3 separate regions of the Mus musculus genome follow, and all the other regions are linked to region 2. A link is a contact called in public ChIA-PET and promoter capture Hi-C data. All regions are on one chromosome and are shown on one strand. Each heading gives the region's core, a stretch centred on a gene start, on an enhancer-like site or on the middle of the called end of the contact. The rest is flanking DNA. Distances are from core to core; before and after follow the strand shown. Region 1 overlaps Dop1b (DOP1 leucine zipper like protein B). Region 2 overlaps Hlcs (holocarboxylase synthetase (biotin- [propriony-Coenzyme A-carboxylase (ATP-hydrolysing)] ligase)). Region 3 overlaps Vps26c (VPS26 endosomal protein sorting factor C).

Region 1 (2,753 bases), core at 162-2,661, 460 kb before region 2:
TAACTAATACAATTTGGTAAGTGCTGCATACTTTTAGAACTTGAAAATTAACGTTTCTAATGATTCTAAGCCCTCTCCCTGCTGCTGTAGGTACAGCTAGGCTGTGGGATTTCTGTGGGACTGACGTGTAGGTAGTAAAGTTCAGTGGGAAAGCCCTGGCCAAGCATGCTCCAGCATGCTCCAGACCCTGGACCCCAGCTCCTGTGCTGCAGAGGGACGCACACAACCAGGCGCATACATCGGTACACATACACACAGAGGCGTGCACACATACACACAGGTACACAGACAGGGTTACACAGTGGTACACATACAAGTATGCACACTCACACAGGTGCACACACAAGTATACATACTCACACACAGTTACACAGACAGGTATACATACATGTGCAGGTGCACACACAGATTTATACACACAGGCATACACAGACAGGCACACATAGTGATATACACACGAGTGCATACACAGAGCTATATATACACACACAGGTACACTCACATAGGTATACACACAAACACCGGTGGTCAGGTTTAATCACCTCTCAGTAATATTTACCATCTCAAGACTCTGTCAGGCAACTCACCTAGCTGTGTCCCCATCCTGGCTGCTCACCGTGCCTTATCTCTGCCATCTCACATCCAGCTCGTGGGAGCAGACTCAGCCCCTCCTCTGCCCCAGTCCCCACAGTAGTGCTGTGAAGCACACTGCTATAATTCTGAGTTGCTGAGTGTGCCTCAGGTACGGGCCTGATGCTACTCTGTGAAGACTTTTTTGTTTTTGTTTTTTGGGGTTTTTTTTGTTTTTGTTTTGTTTTTGTTTTTGTTAACTCTTGCTTTTCTTTTCACCAGACCATCAGACAAAAAATTTTAGACTTGCTGAACCCCTTGACAGGCCATCTTGGGGTCCAGCTGATAGCTGCGGTTGCCACCGTGTGGAACAGAAAGCAGGCACGGCGCCACAGCAAGACCAAGGTAGGATGAAGACGGAGAGGGCTGGCTACATGGGCTCAGTGCATGCGGTGCCTGCTGATCCCCACAGACTGTCCTCTAACCTCTGCACCCACACTCACAAGATAAAAAAATGGAAGAAGAAAGATAGAGGATAAATGTGAGGACAGGAAGCATCAACCTTGGGCCTCCACACCCATGCACACACTCACACCCACGCACACACTCACACAGACATGGAAGTACCTCCATGCACACCACGATCACATCAGACTTCCTTCTCGGGGGACAGCCACCGTGGAAGGCTATGTGTGTGCTGTCTTGCTTTTACCTTCTCCTGTCAGCCTTCAAGGAACTCTCTTCTTCTGGGCAGATGGTCCCCGTGGCAAACACGTCCCAGCACACCCTTGTCGACCTGGTCTGTGCTCTCAGCACCCTGCAGACAGACTCAGTGCTGCAGCTGGTGAAGGAGGTGGTGAAGAGGCCAGCGCAGATCAAAGGGGATGAGGTAAGGCGCCCTGGGGAGGGAAATATACCCTGGGGGATCCGCAGGCAGGTGCGTGGCAGGTGCGTGGCAGGCCTCCTTCCTGGTGCTTCTTCCAGGAAGAAGTGACCTGGTGGGAAAGAGAGAATTCTTTGGGTTGTAAGGAAGCCCTGTCGCTGTGTGTTCAGACTTTGGGCACTGCTGTTTCTTAGTGGGAGCTACCTGAGGTCAGCTTGCCTGTCCCTGATGGCTCACATCCTGCCTGATGCTCAACTCTTAGCACCTTCTAGAAAAAGGAAATGGCACCTGCCTTCAGGAGCACCACAGCTGTGGAGGTGCAGAAAGTAAACAAAGCCAGGCTCTTGCAGGGGCGCAGACCTGTGGAAGTTAGCAGGCTCCAGGGCAGGGGGAGGTGCTGGGTCCAGTTCCGATTTGGTTTTGATGACCAGCGAGGAAAGTGAGAGGTCACAGAGGAGGGGGGCTGTGAGGTCAGCTCAGGGGATCAGGCCAGCTGAGCTTGCTCTCTGTGTTAATGGAAGTTAGTTAGCCTGACCTCCCCACAAAGAAATAGAGATCAGCTTCCCTGTGGTCTGACTTCAAAGGGGGTGGCCATATGTCCCCAAGGCACACACTAGGGAGCCCAGCAGTCCTCAGCCCTTGTGAGAAAGTCAGGGACGGAGCTGGGTTGGAGACCACCAGGAATGAGTGTCCATTCTGTTGGCGACCTGAGCTTTCTCTGCATGCGCTTGCTGGAGCTTCAGAAACCGTCCTAGTGACACAGCCTGACCATGGGTGACTCAGAAACCATCCTAGTGACACAGCCTGACCATGGGTGACTCAGAAACCATCCTAGTGACACAGCCTGACCATGGGTGACTCAGAAACCATCCTAGTGACACAGCCTGACCATGGGTGACTCAGAAACCATCCTAGTGACACAGCCTGACCATGGGTGACTCAGAAACCATCCTAGTGACACAGCCTGACCATGGGTGACTCAGAAACCATCCTAGTGACACAGCCTGACCATGGGTGACTCAGAAACCATCCTAGTGACACAGCGTGACTGTTGGTGACTCAGAAACCATTCTAGTGACACAGCCTGCCCATGGGTGACTCAGAAACCATTCTAGTGACACAGCCTGACCATGGGTGACTCAGAAACTATCCTAGTGACACAGCCTGACCATTGGTGACTCAGGTTTCCTGTGTGTGAGAGAGAGGGGCTACAAGAGACTGCTGTGCTGACGGCCTAGCTCTTGCAGCACGAAGTCAGCAGTTGGCCACAGCGTGTTAAAAACAGTCAGAAGCCAGGCAT
Region 2 (2,867 bases), core at 83-2,582:
AACACAAAATTAACCCATAACCTAACAAACTACCCTCAGGCCCACAGCGTCAAACCAGCCTCTCTTCGAAGCCTAACTGTCCGTCAAATGAGAGAGGAAAAACAAAACACAATATATACATTTAACTTAATATTACACACACACACACACACACACACACACACACACCACCTTCCCCCACACACACCCCACCCACCCCCAGCCCCCCCCGCCCCCCCCCAAGAAACAGGAAGTTTTGATACATGTATTTTTTAACATAAGACTTTTGATACTTCAGTGGATCTTGAAGATACTTTGCTAAATAAAAAAAGCCAGACACAAAAGGGTCCATACACAATTCTAATGCTGAGCAAGATCTAGAACAGGCAAACTTGTCAAAACAGGAAGTTGGACAGAGGTCGGCAGGAAGCAGAAGAGGAGGGAGAGGTCCCAAGAGTTTCTGCTTGGGTTGATTTTTAAAAAAGAAATGTTTTAGAGGGCTGGTGAGGCTCAGCAGTTAAGAGCACTGGCTGCTCTTCCAGAGGTCCTGAGTTCAATTCCCAGCAAAACACGGTGGCTCTCAACCATCTATGGGGGGGGGGGGGGGGGGGAATCTGATGCCCTCTTCTGGCAGGAGGATGTATATGCAGCAGAGCACTCAGACATTAAAGAAATAATTTTTTTAAAATGTTTTAGAAATAGACAATAGAGGTGGCTGAGAAACACCATGGTATCATTTATGCTGCAGAACTGTTAACCCAAGGATGGTTAAGACATCAGATTTAATTTACACGCGCACACACACACACACGTGGACCATAAAGAGGAGCTGGCAAATGGCTCAGCGAGTGAAGGTGCTTGTCACCAAGACTGGTGGCCTGAGCTGTGGCCCCAGAACTCACATCCTGGAAAGAGTAAACTGATTCCCACAAGTTATCCTCTGATCTCACATCTCCCATACAAGTGAACAAGCATAATTCAACATTTCTAGAGGTCAGATGTCTATTCCACTACTTCCAAGAAGCTCCCCACCAACTCTCAATGAGCCCCCCCACTGTCTCCCAGGAGAATGTGCAGGATCCCAAGAGTCTTACTACGCTCCCCCCCACTCACCCACACACACACACACACAGTGTGGCCTCAAAGTGCTGAGTGACTAGGAGAAGAAGCCACAGAAAGGACCTCTCTGTACAGGTCTCTCAAAATGACTTTAAAGCGGTGCCGAGATGTTAGCGGCAATGTCCTCTGCTAACCGATTGTAAATACCATGTCACCACACAAGCACCTACAACAGTGCAAAAGCCTCTGTGGTGGTTTCAATGAGATGTCCCCATTTGAAAGCTTGGTGTCCCCACCACTGCCACCGCCCACACTGGTGGCTCAGGAGGTGTGGATCTGCTGGAGGAAGTAGGTCACTGGGAGCTCTGTGTCTTTCTCAGCACTTCCCCTTGCCGTTCAGACACGTGTGCTCTCGGTCTCCAGCTCCAGCTGCCTCACCAGCCTGCTGGACAAACCATGCACGCATACCCTCCCCGAGTAATAGTGATGGACTCTTACCCCCTGGAACATAAGCCAAAATAAACTTTCCCTTCTGTAAGTTGCCTTGGTCATGGTGTCTTTTTTTTTTTTTTTTAAATTCACAAATATGCTATTTTTTATTTCCCAATTCTAATTATCTAAAACACACATTGCAAACATACAAATATCTATCTATTCTCTCCACATGTCAGCGCCCATTCATCATTGTTTTGGAAATGGGGAGAATAGATTCCCCTTAAATTGCAAGTCAGTAGGTGTTTCTTTACAGTTAACTTTAGCAAAATTCATACAAAATAGTAATTAACAATGATCTTCTTCACGTGTTAACTCACAAGGAAACACCTTTGAAACTGCATTTTGTTAAAGTTTCTGTACTAAAATGTACAAAAACTGAACTACACAAATATTGAAAAGTTAAAAATTCCTTAATTTTTTATTCCTGGTACCACTACCACAATTTACAGGGCAATATACCTGATGTAATGAAAAGAAAAAGAAAAAGACAAAGCTACAACAGATAAAAGACCTCAGGAATGTACATCTAATTGACACTACATTGCATTAATCAATAGCTGCACTTTTTGCAAACTGTGGCTATGACAGTCCTGAACAAGAAGGGTTTCCTGTTTAAGCTGCAGTAACTTTTCTGACTATGGATCATCGTTCCTTCTGTGGCAGATTTTTACAGTTCCTCTAATGCATTTGGGACGACTGTCTCAAAGTAACCTGCAGCTTTCCTGACAACTCCTCGCTCTCTCTCCTGCTAAGAACTGTAGCCGTTTCTGCTTTATTTTAAAACCTTCTGCTACCATATCCACCACTTCCACCTCCAGATCCATAGCCACCACCATAGGGACTGCCTGAGCTTCGTCCACCAAAACTGCCCCCCTTCATGGGTCCATAATTTGATTGTTGCTGTCCACTATAATTTCCAAAGTCATTATAGTTTCCACCACCACCATAGTTACCTCCACCAAAATTTCCTCCTTCATTGTAACCATCATAGCCTCCTCCTCCACCACCATATCCACCACCCTGGTTTCCATATCCTGGTCCACCACCTCCATAACCTCCTCTACTACTGTAACCAGGACCACCACCATAGTTGCCACCATCACCTCCAAATCCATTATATCCACCATCACCACCTCCATAACTACCCTTGCTGCCACCACCTCCACCACCATAGCCACCTCTTCCACCAAAGTTTCCTCCACGACCAAAGTTTCCTCCACCACCTCCAAAGTTTCCTCCACGACCCATAAAGTTGCCAGATCCACCTCCACGACCTCTCTGTGATCCAGCAGACTGCATCTCTTGTTTAGAAAGGGCCTTTTTCACTTCACAAT
Region 3 (2,701 bases), core at 120-2,619, 260 kb after region 2:
ATTTCTAGAGATGTTTAACAGAGGAGAGAAGGCCTGCCTAGAATGTGGGTGGCACCATCCATGGGGAATAAAAAGAAAAATCAAGACAGCAAACCTGATAACAGCATTTCTCTGAAACCTGGTCTACCCAGATGTGAGCGAGCAGCCTCCTACAGTTATGGCTTTTCCACCACAATGGACATAGGTCCTGAAGTGTGACCCACAATAAGCCTGCCTTCCTTTAAGTTGTTTCCTGTTGGATATTTACTCACATACTACTTACCTGACAACTGTCAAGGCTTTTCCTATAGACTCACGGTATTTCTGCTTGGCTCACAGTTGACTCTGGATGGGGCCTTGCAGCAGGCTCTACTGCCTACACACACCTACTTACGCAGCTTCTTACCCTTTTTTGAGTCATCAAGAAGCTGAATGCTAAGCCAGGCGTGGTGGCGCACGCCTTTAATCCCAGCACTCAGGAGGCAGAGGCAGGCGGATTTCTGAGTTCGAGGCCAGCCTGGACTACAAAGTGAATTCCAGAACAGCCAGGGCTACACAGAGAAACCCTGTCTCGAAAAACCAAAAAAAAAAAAAAAAAGCTGCAGCCTGCGTGCAAGGCGCTTCTTCCCTGTGGCCCAGACCCTTCCTAGACTCCACAGGCCAGGCCTGGACTGCTTACCCACTTTGAAGTTGGTGGTCTCCAGTGTTGGACAGGTGAACAGTCTGGGGAAGACCATGTACAGGGGAACAGAAAGGTTTCTACAAATGTCCCCATCAGCGATTTGAATATTCTGAATCTCTGTGGCATCTCGTGCATAGCCTTCTGCACACCCTGGAGAAAGAGGAAACATCATGGGGTCAGGACACCATGACACCAAAGCAAACTGGTCACCAAACTGCCCAATACTGTGCCAACCAGGATCAACACATTCACCCACTTCTCCAATTTCTTCTTCAGGACTGGGAGTTACCTTCTCTTCTACTTTGCATGTTCTCAAACATCACCACACTGGTTTTACCATGCTTCCAAGATTTAAGGTGCTGGGGACCTAATTAGTATTTCAGTGATTATCTGCAAGTGGGAATTTTGGGGTGAGTAGGCCACAGGGGCCATCAGAATAGCTCTGTTATGATGTGATGTGCCCTGCCATGTTAAGAGTACAGGAAGGGGTGTTTTAGCGGCTGACAGTACAAGTGTAGATACCTAGATACTCTAGAAGTCTTACCACAGGTCTCCACCCGGACCAACTGAAGCTCTATGCTCCGGATAGCAGCATCCGAGTGTTCCACCACCAGCTCTCCTGTCAGGGGCTGCGTGATAGCGCAGTTAGTGGAGTTCAGATGTCCTCTAATGAAGAATTTGGGAAGTGAAGCTCTCTATGGAGAACAGAGACAAAGACATCAGAAACAGAAGGAAAGGGGGCTGTCACTTATTCCAGTTGCACTGGTACAAATAAGAACTGAAAACCAAGTTGAGTAATTGTTCTATAAACCATGGAAACTTCTTTCTAAAACAAGAAGGAATAATAGCCATTTCATCTTTCAGTGGCCACCAGACTGACTCATCAACCACCCTGTACACATATTAGGGACAAACGGACATCACAGCTCACTCCGAATCAGCTCCCAACCTACACTGGCTGACAAAGCTCTCTCAGGCCGAAAGACATGAAATGTAAAAAGCCTCAGGGTTAGAAGGGTGCTTAAGGACAGCCACCCCCTCAACCCCAGGTCACAAAAGAAGAAAAAGAAAAAGGCCGTTTTAAAGTGTTCCCAATTAAGCAAGTTTGAGATGCCAATTATTTTTATTTCAAGGATACCGAAAGAGCAGTTTTCTCAACGCCCGAAGAAAAGCTTTGGGACTATTTCTCTGCAGACAGGAAGTTGGCTCAGGGGAACTGGCCCTAGCACTGGAGGAAAATAGTTGGACAGTCACTTCAGGAGTCTTCATTTCTACTAGGTTGCACTATCCAGAAGAAACAATATAAGCCACAAATTTTAAAATCATTTAGAATTTGTAATTGCCTATGAGTATAATTTAAAAATTTCTGGTAACCACATTAAAACCTGTCTACAGTATATCTAAGACGTTATCAAGCAAGAATAACAGGGAGAAGAGTGCCTGCCTGGCACAGAGAGGAGCTCTCTCTGGCTTTGATTTCTAGCGTGATCAATCAGGCATGGTAGCACACAATACCATCTTACCACTCAAGAAGTGGAGGCAGGAAGATCAGAAGTTCAAAGTCACCTTCAACTAAATACCTGAAGGCCCATCTGGAATACATGAGACCGTCTCAAAGGCTGGTGGAGGATAGTTTTATTAATAAATCTACACCAAAGATCCTCAAATATACACCAAGAACCAATATTTGAAGAAGACAGAAGCAAGGGAAAGAGAACTCTGTACCACACATGGGCCACATCCATATAAGGAGGGACATGTGAGGCATGAGTAAGGGACCTGTGTCTGCAGCAAAAGAGGACCTGGAGGGACACAGGTCTGGAGAAAGCACTTTACAGGGGAATCTGCCCGGCCCTAGGACATGATGGCTACTTCTTTCCAGAACCTTCTGAAAAGGCTCCTTATGATAATGAATGACATCAGCTATGTCTGCAGTGCCCCAAATCTTCCAGACTTGCTTTCAACCCAATTATGAGCATGAACAAAATGCAGAATTGAATACAGAATCCAGGTTTTATCCAGAAAAGAGCTGTAGACAAA

Evidence for each region. ChIA-PET counts read pairs in DNA pulled down with a chosen protein or histone mark. Capture Hi-C pulls out chosen DNA fragments and counts their contacts.
Region 1: a contact with region 2 is called in an RNA polymerase II ChIA-PET map of effector CD8 T cells, with 5 read pairs. The contact joins two enhancer-like sites. A contact is called at or near these places in 1 of 115 datasets of contacts at active chromatin or transcription factors (effector CD8 T cells) and 1 of 9 other capture datasets (embryonic stem cells).
Region 3: a contact with region 2 is called in a promoter capture Hi-C map of adipose tissue. The contact joins two enhancer-like sites. A contact is called at or near these places in 2 of 9 other capture datasets (adipose tissue and embryonic stem cells).

Annotation. Positions count from the first base shown.
Region 1 is chr16:93,776,035-93,778,787 of GRCm38.p6, forward strand. Dop1b (DOP1 leucine zipper like protein B) reads left to right here. Exons shown (of 37, transcript NM_027293.1): 22 at 853-975; 23 at 1,325-1,459. Among named protein-coding and RNA genes, the nearest start is that of 2310043M15Rik, 17 kb to the right of the region's middle. Within about 2 kb of position 1,412, at least 83 of the 459 cell types and tissues checked have an H3K27ac peak or open chromatin away from gene starts, as enhancers often do. A contact at or near this core is called in effector CD8 T cells, where this site is marked.
Region 2 is chr16:94,239,964-94,242,830 of GRCm38.p6, forward strand. The region is part of intron 5 of Hlcs (holocarboxylase synthetase (biotin- [propriony-Coenzyme A-carboxylase (ATP-hydrolysing)] ligase)); the gene reads right to left. It also overlaps the pseudogene Gm6363. Among named protein-coding and RNA genes, the nearest start is that of Hlcs, 49 kb to the right of the region's middle. Within about 2 kb of position 1,333, at least 100 of the 459 cell types and tissues checked have an H3K27ac peak or open chromatin away from gene starts, as enhancers often do. A contact at or near this core is called in adipose tissue and effector CD8 T cells, where this site is marked.
Region 3 is chr16:94,500,877-94,503,577 of GRCm38.p6, forward strand. It overlaps Vps26c (VPS26 endosomal protein sorting factor C), which reads right to left. Exons shown (of 8, transcript NM_007834.3): 6 at 1,206-1,356; 7 at 659-811. All of the region lies in intron 3 of Gm31323 (a long non-coding RNA gene), which reads left to right. Among named protein-coding and RNA genes, the nearest start is that of Vps26c, 24 kb to the right of the region's middle. Within about 2 kb of position 1,370, at least 23 of the 459 cell types and tissues checked have an H3K27ac peak or open chromatin away from gene starts, as enhancers often do. A contact at or near this core is called in adipose tissue, where this site is marked.